Linked DNA regions of Rattus norvegicus: region 2 is linked to region 1. A link is a contact called in public Hi-C data. All regions are on one chromosome and are shown on one strand. Each heading gives the region's core, a stretch centred on a gene start, on an enhancer-like site or on the middle of the called end of the contact. The rest is flanking DNA. Distances are from core to core; before and after follow the strand shown. Region 1 holds the start of Abca1 (ATP binding cassette subfamily A member 1). Region 2 has its middle 76 kb from the start of Slc44a1.

What was found. A called contact is a pair of places that touch in the nucleus more often than the background predicts.
Region 2: a Hi-C map of the A7r5 cell line shows a contact between it and region 1, with 4 times the contacts expected there. The contact joins the enhancer-like site here to the promoter of Abca1 in region 1. A contact is called at or near these places in 7 of 12 Hi-C or Micro-C datasets (the A7r5 cell line, the Rat2 cell line, Schwann cells and 3 more) and 1 of 1 datasets of contacts at active chromatin or transcription factors (oligodendrocytes).

What each region holds. Positions count from the first base shown.
Region 1 is chr5:72,593,556-72,599,437 of GRCr8, forward strand. Abca1 (ATP binding cassette subfamily A member 1) reads right to left here and starts at 2,918. Exons shown (of 50, transcript NM_178095.3): 1 at 2,697-2,918.
Region 2 is chr5:72,780,441-72,786,322 of GRCr8, forward strand. No RefSeq gene overlaps it. Among named protein-coding and RNA genes, the nearest start is that of Slc44a1, 76 kb to the right of the region's middle. Within about 2 kb of position 2,096, at least 4 of the 93 cell types and tissues checked have an H3K27ac peak or open chromatin away from gene starts, as enhancers often do. A contact at or near this core is called in the A7r5 cell line, where this site is marked.

The DNA.
Region 1 (5,882 bases), core at 1,668-4,167:
TCCAGAAAGTTTGTAATTTAAAAGTTTAAAGGAATGTCCACTTAACTATCTTAGAAACTCAAAATAATCTTAAAAAAAAAAAAGCATAGATCTAACCACTTTTCAGTCACTACAAATGCAGCCCACGGAAGCACACTGGTATGTGAGGTGCAGAAACAAGGAGAAAAAACTTAACATAAGAATGTCCCAGCTCCCCTCACACAGGTAAGGCAGCACACAGCTGAGTTGCTAAGTGTCATTCAGTTTTGATAGTGTTGGCATTGGGGCTTCCATGAGCAGAAGTGGGAAACCAACAAGCCCCAGTCACCCTTCCTGATTCCAGACCAATTAATTCATGGTCTCCCATAAACCTGAACACATTCCAAATCATCCTATAAATCCGAACACATTCCAAATCATCCTATAAGCCCGAACACATTCCAAATCAAGATGCATCTGAGGTCCGTAACAGGCCCACCTTTAGGTGCTAATAAATTAAAATATTCATCTTCAGACAGATAGTCAAGTCACCACCAATGAGTCGTCCAGAATACCAGTGACTTTTACAACGGGACACTTATTTTATGGTATTGATTTTTGCTCCAAAAAGGTACTGTGAGCATTATGTTGCTGGAAATGTCCTTCTCTCACCCCTCAGATCCAACTTGTTCTCACATAGATAATAATCAACTCCGTGCATCACGTTTTAAAAAAAAAAAACCATTTTAATGACTTGTGGCAGCGCTGAGGAAAAGACATGCTTACAACAGAAAGTGTAATTTACCTGTATTATTTTAGATATTATTATACTACCCACTCGAATATTCTCTATGCTGTCTGTACCTCCTTTGATGTTGGGGGAGTTGTATTTTTGCAAAGATGGGAACAGCAATACGTTGCCCTTATGTCTGTATTAGAATAGAAAAAAAATGGGCTTGAAAGAAAAGGGAGTAGTACTTTTTAATTGGCATTTATGTCTGGTAGAGTATTAAGACTTAGGTCTGGGTTCCAAGCTATGACTAAGTGGTAAGGGTGTGTTTTCTAGCCTGCAGGCATGTGTCAGGTGTGTGTTGTGGGAGGTGAGGATTGAGCCACAGAAAGAAAGTGGTGTATCATTCTCGTCAAGGAAATTTTGTGGGGTTTTTTTTGTTTTGTTTTGTTTTGCTTTGCTTTTGTGATGGGTGGTGCTAAAGGTCTTGTACAAGGTTGACACTGTACCATTGACCTACATCTTAAGCCAGGAAGTGTTCCTTTTGTTTAAATATCTTTCCTTTATTATATATTTATTCTGCCAACGTCCTTTGAGGGACTTGGTAGTAAATTCTTGTTTTGTTTTTTAATGGTGATACCAGTGAGGCCAATGAAGGAGACTAATTACTTCTAGTGACAGATACTTAGTTTTCCCAAACAAATAAACACACAAAAACAAACAAAAAAACAAAAACAAAAACTGTTTAGTATTTCTCTCCTTTCCAGAGGTAAGTGCAGGAAAAAAAAAACAAAAAACAAAAAAACAAACAAACAAAAAAAAACAAAAACAGGCACCTACCCACCAGCCTGTCATCAGTAAACACCCCCAAGAACCATGCCTCGTTTATCAATGGCCTGGGAGTCAGGAAACGAAAAAAAAAAAAAAAGAATTAGAAGAAGGGAAAACAACAACATTGGCTGGCTTTCCCGGCCCTCAGGGTTCCTCCCAGTTTGGAAACACCAGTTTTGACTAGATTCACAGTGAAGGGAAGGACTAGACTCTCACTCTACACCGGGCCATACCTTGGCTCCCCTGCCAGGAGGCGCTGCGGGCCAGTCTCCAGGGGCCACCCGCAGGCCGCCCAGCCCCCACCCCCTGGCGGCGGAGCCCAGCCCTGCACCCGAGCTGCGAGTTCTGTGCTGCCCGCTGGGGTTACTTGCGGTCATTCGGCTGCAAAACCTAGCCCCAGCTTCTCAATCGGTGCTCGGCCCGAAGGGACCACTAGCAGAAAGCAGGAAGATGGGCCAAGGGGTGAGGATGAATTGGGCACCCCAGCTTCGGCTTCCTGCAAACTCTCTTCTAAGTTTTCTGTCTTTAGAAGTAACAAAAGTGGTCCCCCACTTTGCGCCAGGGGATGCAGCGCTCCAGAGTGCAGGAAGCCTGTGGGCAGGACCCCCGAGTCGAACAAAGCCCGAGAACTCAAGCACGCAATAACACAAAAGATCCCGTTTAGGACACTTCTTACTAGAGTTCTTTGGAAACAAGGACATGCCGCCCCAGTCCTGGGAAGAGGACCTCCAAGCTAGAGGCCAACACGATCCAGCTAAATAATGGAGTGGGGACTCAGATGTGACACTTCCACAAGTGCTACGACGGCCTACCCGGTGCTAGACAAAGGGGGACTCTTTGTAAAGGATCCTCTCATCTCCCTACCCCAGTGGCTGTTCCCCTCGGACGCCCGGGAATCTTGGCTCTCACTGTGCCCAAGAGGCGAGTCTCAGACACCAGAGATGCTTTCCCTGGTCTCCGATTCGGGGAGACCCGAGTGCTGTCGTTCTGCGTCCCGTGGTCACCACGATCTGTCCCAGAGCATTCTTTCCCCATTTATGCCTCCCCTGTCCTATTTGCATCCCCAGAAGTAGGGGATATGGGAGTTCGAGTCCCAACAAAGTCCCCAAAATGGAGAGCTCCCCAAAGCTTCCTTGGCCCCGAACCAAAATGCCCAAGTCACTGAAGAACCTCTTACCTGTTTTCCACTTTGCTGTTTGCGTCTGTTTACCCAACCCCTACACAAACCCTTCCAGAAACCGGGAGAAAAAAGTAGGGGGTGGGGACAGGGAGCAGAGCAGCTCCCCAAGCCGGCTGTGGTTGCGCGGGTCCCGCGGCGCCCCCTGCCCAGCTTTGCGCTGAGCCGCAGAGACAGAAGTGGGCTCTGCCGGTCCCGGCCCGCTCGCTCGCTCTCGGAATTACTGGTTTTTGCCGCGACTAGTTCCTTTTATAGATTCGGCTGTGCCGAGCGCCGGGGTTACTACCGGTCAAACGCTGTTCTCTCCCTTTTTCCCCGCCTCCTTCCCGGCCTCTGTTTATGTAGTTCAGTCACTCAGCAGAAAGCACGTGGAGCTATGGCCCGCCCCTTAAACCGGCGACAGTGCGCCGCGGCTGACACTGGGGGAGGATGGTGCAAGCTTCGTGGGGTCCGCTTTCGTAGCCCCGGCCCTGACCTGCTAGCTTCGGGTAACGGGAAACTCCGGACTTGAGCTGAGCCAGGGACTCCGCATTCCCGGCAGAAGTGGGAAAGGGAAAAACGCTTCCTCTAAACTCTTCTTTCTGCAATTGTTTGGGGGTTTGTGGGTGTTGAATTTTGAGTTTGTGTGTTTTGTTTTGTTTTGTTTTGTGTGTGTTTTTTTCTCCCTACCTTCCTCTTTCTCTCCCTCCCCCCCCCCGCCCCCGTACTCCCTCTCTCCCTCTCTCCTTTTGTTAGTTTACTCAGCCCCCAGCTTGGGAAGGAAAGCAGACCCACCCCCGCCCGGCCCCACAGATGCCAATCATTTTCTGTCTCTTCCTTCTCTTCTTTAAAACGTCCTAGATTGGTGCAAGGGGTGTGGAATGGACAAAGTGAATATCAGCTTGTTTTGGTTTCTGCCTCAAACCTTTACTTCGGTTTTCAAAAGAAGATCCGCTACCTTCCAGAGTTCTAGACTGACACACACACACACACACACACACACACACACACACACACACACACACACACACACTCCACTGGTAATAGGTACCTGTAAAGCCACAGGGGGCAGCTGTGGTCACAAGAGTGGGTTTTGATGATGTCAAACGACCACAGTTAGATGAAGTTTTTCTGCCTTTATTTTATTTGTTTTAATTGAGACAGTCTCATGTAGCCTGCTCATAAACTCAATAACCTTGAATTCCTGATCCTCTTGCCTCCCAAGGCCTAAAATTACGGGAACAGAGCACCACGCCCAAATCTGTACAGTTGCGGAGAGATGGAGCCCAGCCTTGCACAGTAGGCAAGCATTCTGCCAGCTGAGCTATATCCTTAGCCCTTGCTTCCTGTCTTTCTAGAGAGAGCGTTCTCTCTGTCTCTGAGTTTTCTGAAAATGAATTTTGTTGGAACTTTTGAAGTCATCGGAAGAGGAGTACCATAAAGAGTCAGAATCCTACTGACTGAACATCAGTGCCAATTTTTAGTGACATCCATACCCTGTAAACTATTTCCTGTGCCAGACTTTTTAAAAGTCCAGTACTAGCAAAGAATTTAAAATAATGTCCGTGGCCATCTGTGTACAACGGAAAATGCCTAAGGGAAAAGGACCACTCTCCACATGATTCTAGGAGATTAAGCTTTTCTGCAGTTTTCCTCTTCTCCATATCTCACAGCAATTAAAACACACGCACACACACACACACACACACACACACACACACACTCTTTGTAGTTTGAAGGGTATGGTTCCCGAGAGTACTCCTATTAAATTCTGTTCCCAGCATCCACTTGAAGGCTTCAACCATCTGTAAATCCAGTTACAGGAGATCTGACACCATCTTCCGGCATCAGGCATGTATGTGCTGCACACACATGCATACAGGCAAAACACTCGTGTACATAAATAAATTTTTTTTATCTTAAAAACAAAAGCTTACTTCTTGGGTTTCTCTAACAGGGAGTAGGTGGCATCGTGGAGTAGGCTACACAAATCAGGTAATTAGGAGGCAGAGAAAGAAGAAAGACTAGGAAGAAAGAAACCCCAGGCAGAGCATCCTGGGAACCTCGCTAAATGAAAGCAAAGACCTTAAAACCCAACTCGATCTGTTTAACTAATAACCCCTGTAGGGTATGGAATCCGCCCTACAATAAAACTCTCCCTAGGGGCGATAAAAGCAGAAACAGACTTCGGTGGTGGAAGTATGGATATGCATTTAGTACATCTCTACCCTCCAATCCTTAAACCGCTACAGAGGTCAAAGGCTTCATCCGGGTTATGCCCAGCATTAGCGTGTTGACACCCAGTGACATGTCCTGCCAGAGGGCAGCATCTTATGGCACAACTGCTGGATCCCAACAATTAGAACGTAGAGGAGATCACACTTAAGAAAGAAAGCAGTTTCAAAGCGGGATGCTCTCCATCCTTTGAGTGCCCCTGGTTAGTGTGTTCCTGAGCGGGCTGCGAAGAGTTTTCCCCACCACATCTTCTGGATTATAGCACCTTCACCAAAGGCCCCAACCTTGTCCTCGGAAGCCCTTTCTACCTGAGTAGGAAGGCCGCTCTTCCTTACTGTTGCTCTGAAGTGGTGGCTTCCATAAATGTGCGCTGGGTGACTCGAGGTTCTATTCTGAGATGACCCTGGGATGCTCTAATTGCGGACTTGACCTTCAGGCAGCTGTGGCTGTACTGACCTTGCTAGAGAGGTCGTACAGATACAAGAAGCTCAATTTTATCATGCCACAAAGCCTTTTAAATCAAGACTCCCTGAAAGGCAGAGCTTGTAGGATAGTTTTAATTCAGATCTGGCAGCCAGTCTACAGTCTACAAATGCCTTATTTAAAATAGAGAAGAATTTTTAAAAAAATTTTCTCTAAAAATGTGCTTCTTGCCTGAGATACCTACTATTTGGCTCCTAGTAGCTGAAAAAAAAAGACACTGCAGGAAGTCAATGAAATTTTTTGAAAAACATCAACAAAATGATTTTCCAAAATGAATTTGTAGTGATTAAGTAAGCCTACTGGGGGCTGGAGAGATGGGCTCAGCTGTTAAAGGCTAGGCTCACAACCCAAAATATAAGAAAACCTACTGGTCAGAACATTAGAGAATAAAATATGACTCAAAAAGAAGACTAGAGAGATATCTCTATCAGTAAAGGAGTTATCATGTAAGCATGAGAGACTGTGTTCACATCCCCAGAACCCATGTAA
Region 2 (5,882 bases), core at 846-3,345, 190 kb after region 1:
CTCATCAATGTGTTGGTACTAAGAGGTAGGACGTTTGGAAAGTGAGTTGATAATGAGGGCCAAGCCCTGAGGGATAGATTAATATCTCATTAAACAAGACAGGTAAGTATTTGCATCTTCTGCTGTGGTTGGACACTGTAAGTACTATCATCTTTGAAGTCACCAACTAGAGATCATAGAGTAAGTATAATGCAAAACCTCAAAGGTTAAACAGTGCAGCATACACACATGAGCAGAGAAACCAACAAAACAGAAGAGAATGCCTAAAAGAGACCTCGAGATCTAATAATGCTGTGTACTGTGTGCGTATAATAGATGATTAGTCTCGCAGAAAATAAGCTATGAGAATTTGAAAACGAGAGATAAAAATATTGAAAGCAACCAGAGAGACGTTGAGTGACTTGCCAAGTTTGAATCATGGAGCTGGCATTTGAATGCAGATATCCTGATTCTAAAGTCTCTTGTCTCTATATAACATTATGTTTTGAAAACACACCAAGTGCATACCAGAAAGAACAACATGCTACCGCCTTTGTAGAGAAAGAAAAAAGTGTCTTTGCTCGCATATCCATGTAGAACTTCTAGAAATTACATAAGAAAATAGACAATCAATTTTGGAGAACATGAGATAGGTAAAATAGCAATGGGGGTAATGGGGTTTTTGTGAAATATAATACACATATATATTTGGGGGATGGTTTTGTGTACTGTGTACTCAGATGCCCAGATATCTGATTGCATTCCAGATGTTGACATAGTCAACATCTCCAGTCCCAATGTCATGTAAAATGTGTTTTGCATCACCTCTGATTGGTTAATAAAGTGCTGATCAGCTAAGTACTGGGCGGAAGGGAATAGAACAGGACTTCCAATTCCAGTAAGGGGGTTCCAAGAGAGAAGGACTACAAGGAAGAGAAGGTATGGAGAGACCATACGGATGGACCAAGAGGATTTGCCATGAGGTCTCAATGAGAGAGCAACCATGAAGGCACATGGACCAGAGCAAGCCAGGCCAAGACCTGGTGGCAAGGAATGAAAGGGGCATGTGGCTGGGAATGGGCAGGCAGCCTAGTGGGATTAGAATAGCTCAGAACCTGCCCAGCTTAGGGCTTGCAGCTTGTTAGTAAAAATACCAGGTCTCTGTATCATTTATTTGGAAGTTGAAATGGGCTAGAATGGGTATGGAAATAGCCTGTCAAATAATGCCATAAAACATTAGTTTTACAACAACTAATTTGTTTTAGACCCCAAAATGAAATAAATGCAAGTACAGAAAGCGAATGCCCTTTCTAGGCAAGTGTTCCCTCGCTACCCCGAACAGACCTATCCTCTTTGAAGTATCCATATTAGCCGAACCTACATTTTTGTTTTGCTCACACATTGAATGAACAGTGTTCATTTATCTTCCACTCCGCAGTTCACCTAGGCACCAGCTAATCTGTGAGCTCTTCAAAGGCAAGGCTCTGTTTCTTTCATTCTTGTCCACCCAGCACATCACGCAGAGCCTGGCATGTGGCAAGAGTCCAATGCATGGAAAACAGCAGTTGGGGGAAGTAAGGTCACCCAACCAAGTGTATGGTCTCAGCACTCTGGAAAGAGGAATTGACTGGAACTCCCATATAACCCTGGGAGTATAAAGAGGAAGTGAGGAGGAAGAAAATAACAGTAAGAGTTGCAAAAAAGATGCACCTGATCCAGTAAGGGCAAAGGGGTGAAAAGCCTCTGTGGGCCAGTGTTGACCAGGAGAAAATGTGAAAGGCAGGCTGAAGAAATAGCAAAAGTTGAACACAAAGCTAAGATCTTTAAAGACAGGGCTCAGCACTGCAGATTCAGGTCTAGAACCCAGTGAGGAGAGTAGAGGGCGTCGGAAAGACCTGCACTGGAAGAGACCCTGGCTTGCTATGAGCCATTCCCATGTTAGATATGTTGCTTTCTGCTCTGCAGTACTCTTTGTATTCACTCATACATAGGCTGTAGACAGATCCACATCAGTTCAGGTTATATTTTCCCCAGCAAAATTAATTCCAGATTCTCTGAGCAGTGAGCCTGACCCAGTAGCCAGACCATTCCCTCCCTCAGCAAGGCTGGGACTCTCTGTGAGTGGCTTTGCATGCCCTTATTGTGATTCATGAGATTATATTCCCTTGTTTAGTTGTGTTGATCACCAAAGCCACACAATAGACTTTACTCTAAAGGTTAACACTCATCTAGGTAAATACGAAGCAAAACAAGTCAGGGCTTGCCTCAGACTATCTTACAGGAAAGAAGCTTTGGCATGAGTTAGTGAATCAGATGGGCTCTGTACTGTTGATTTTTTAAAGCGAGGTGGAACCACACAGAGCCAGTTTATCACCTTCTCTGCATTTTTTTGCACATGCTTAAAATATGCTATAATAAAATGTTAATAAAAACAGCATGTTCTGTTTTAAGTGCTGACCTAGAATTTTAGGTAGCCAAGGATCAGATCTTAATGGGCTTGCATTTATCTATGAATAGGTCTTTTAGCATTTTCCCATCATCAACTTGATAAGATGAATTATTCTGGGGCATCATAACCTCTTTTAAATTGGTCTCTCTGAATAATAGGATTACCATCTATCTTTCCTTTCGTATTCCTTTCTGAATTTTCAGAATTTTTCACATGAGTGACTATATTCTTTATCATTAGGAAAATCAACAAATTTATTATCAGTAAATAAGAATTATTAACAAATATTTGTTATCCATGTGGACTCGTGGATTTTCAACTATAAAATGGATTTATCTCATGTTTATTGTTAAAAAATTATTTGAAATTTCACAGATGGTGGGAAGGTATTTATTTCTGTTCCCTAATGAATAACAAAATAAAGGGTAAAACTTGGAAGTTTGAAAGGTCTGAGGAATAGTCATCCAGAATGGAATGTACTTTGAGTTAAAGAGGCTTCTTCCTAAGAGGTGACCCAGCTGAATAAAAAATGTTAAAAACCTGGATAGATGCAAGGACTGCGAGGACGTGTTTGCAGAGCGAAATGTTTATATCATTACCTCAGCCCTGAATGTCACTAGCAAATACTGCAAAGTAATGAAGGAGGCCATTAAAGTAGGAATGGAGAAACATCCTCCAGTGTTTCAGGAGACACTGGCATCTTAATTATATTCTGCCACCTAGTGACTAAGGAGGATTAACATACTTGCTTAGCCAGGCTCCAAGTGTATGCAGAGCAGTCCTGCATCCTTGGTTTCAAGAATCCTGGCCTGACCCATGGGGGGTGAGAGTGATTCTATTAGCACTGGTGTGTCCACTGTGGTTGGCCCACTACTCCTGTTACAACTGTAATGGAACCTACATACATGATCCACGCCACGAAGCTCTCTATTGCTCCCAGACCAAGAAGCTGGAAGTTCTCTCCTCTCCATCACAGCACAGCTCCTCAAGCTCTTTGTTGACAGCTGTCAGGTACAACAAACCGAGCCATTGGATGCTTTTAATTCCAAAGTTCCATCATCAGGAGAAGGTAAATGTAGTGACCGCTTCCAGTAAGATGGACCAAAGGTTATTCTCAAGTCTTTGGAACCTCACAAGTCTGGACATAAGAACTGGCGTGAATCTTCCCCCCCCCCATACCATATTAAAAATAAAGCAATGGATGCTTTGAAGTCACGTCCTCTGGCATACCACAATTTCTCTTTCATTGAATGCTGACCCCTTTGATGACGAGGTCCATAATGCACTGCAATGCTATTTTCTAGGCTTGACCTTAGTGTTTTTAGGCAAGAACCACAGAATTGTGGGATTCTTCCAAAGCTCTGCAGTTGTTCCTCTGTCATTCGTTGGTCAGCCTCCTTGGTGCATTTGCTAATGGACAGACATTGTGTTACAGCTGCGGTATTTACTAAGGCTCTCCATTCTGTGCAGGAACTGAGGACAGGATCTCAGAACACAAATCTGAAGGACCAGCATCATTAAGAGGACTGTGATGCTGACCCTGAATACCAATAACAGCTTTCAGTAGCTTTCTGAACATAAGAGGAAGGCGCATGGCACCAGAATAAAGCTTTGGTTGAGAAAGTGTCTGGGACAGACTGAGCTGTTGTTCCAAATATGCAAACTATCACCCTGCTTTGGAAATAAAGTTTTATTGGAAGACAGATATATGTTCCTTCCTTTAAAATTGAGATGTGCCCCATTTATATGGTGGTTCTCACAGAGACCAGGTGGTCTACCAAGTTTAAACTATTAATTCTCCTTCCCTGTGCAGTAAGCCTGTCAACCCACAGTCTGGATGAATTACTGAGGGGAGAATCTTCTTTCTGGCTTCCAAAATCATCTCTTTTTCCAGTTCCAGTTGGCTTCTGAAAAGAATTAGGGGTTTTACTTGACATAGATGTAAGAAATCATTTTCTGAGTCAGCTGGTAACTGGTACCCTAAAACAGAGAGATAAAAGGAAAGATCATGAGGGCAGGACAGGGCTGGGAGCAGGCTGGCCATGTTTATGCCTGCCATCTTCTTTGGTATAATTCAAAATCAGCCTCAACACTAAGGGCATTTGAGGCTAGATTATTTTTGCTATGAAGATGGGGGATCTGTCCTCCAGATAACAGGGATATTAAGTGGTACGCCTGGCTCCACTAGATGTCAGCAGCAACCCCAAAATCGTGACAAAATATATCCCTAATGATTACCAAATATCCTCTAAGGAGGCAAAATGCCCTTTGTTAAGAATGCAGAAGTTTGCCTTTAATACCAGCACTCAGCAGACAGAAGCAAGTGAATCTTTCTGAGTTCACGACCAGTCTCTAGTCAGCATTGTGAGTTCCAGGGTAGCTGGGGCTCCGCACTAAGACCCTATCTCAATAAGGAAGTAGGCATGCTATATGTATGTATAAAAATGTCACCGTGAAACCTTTTGTTTTATACAATAAATACTAACAAACATAAAAAAAAGACCCTATCTCAAAGCAACAAGAAGGAAACCCCATTGTGCTTAAGTACTTCCCCAATGGCCAATTTCAAGCTACCAGCTCAACAACACAGAACGTGGCTACATGTAGGGAAAAGGTTATTGCTTAAGCCAAGAAGAGCCATCTCCAGCATACTGCTGTGTGAGAGCATTCTCGCATGGTGGTAATGATAGTGTCCCATTTTATAGACTGAAATGTTCCTCGCCAGGTTCTATGCAACTCTATAAACTATGGTTGGTAGGAAACATCCAAAGCACAAGTTAACAGTAATGTTTATGGTTATTGAAAACATTCAAGGGCTGGGAGATGAATTAGTGGGTAAAATGTTTGCTAGACAAGTGTGAGGACCTCTGTTCAGAATCCCAGTATTTATGTTAAGGTAGGCACAATGGCACACATCCTAATCCCAGGACTCATACAGCAACATGAGAGGTGGAGACAGGAGAACCTCGGCAAGCCGCAGGGCCAGCTAGCCTTGTGTGTACATCAGGAAGCAAGAGACTGTCTCAAGCCAGGTAGACAATGAGAACTAACAAGCAGGGTAGTCCTCTGACCTCCATATGTATCCTGTAGCCCACATGTGCCTGCACCCTCCCCCACACACACTCATATTCAATAGCATATTGGTGAAACGTGCTTTTTAGTAGATTTGATGAGATGAATTGGTCCCCCAAAACATTTGTAGCAGTTATATGGATTTGGGTTCCATTTAATGTGATGGTTGTGCTCTGTAGTTTATTTAAATCAGTTGAATTTGGGGTATGTCTGTCACAGACATCATGACATTAGCCTCAGAATAATTTGCATTAAGAGCAGTGACCATGGTTAATTACTCAGAACCAATTACCAAGGCCATTCTCAGGCCACGACATTAAAGACATTCTTCAGCACCCAGGAGGACACTTACCCTCTTGTTCCAGGAGGTAAGTCATCTATT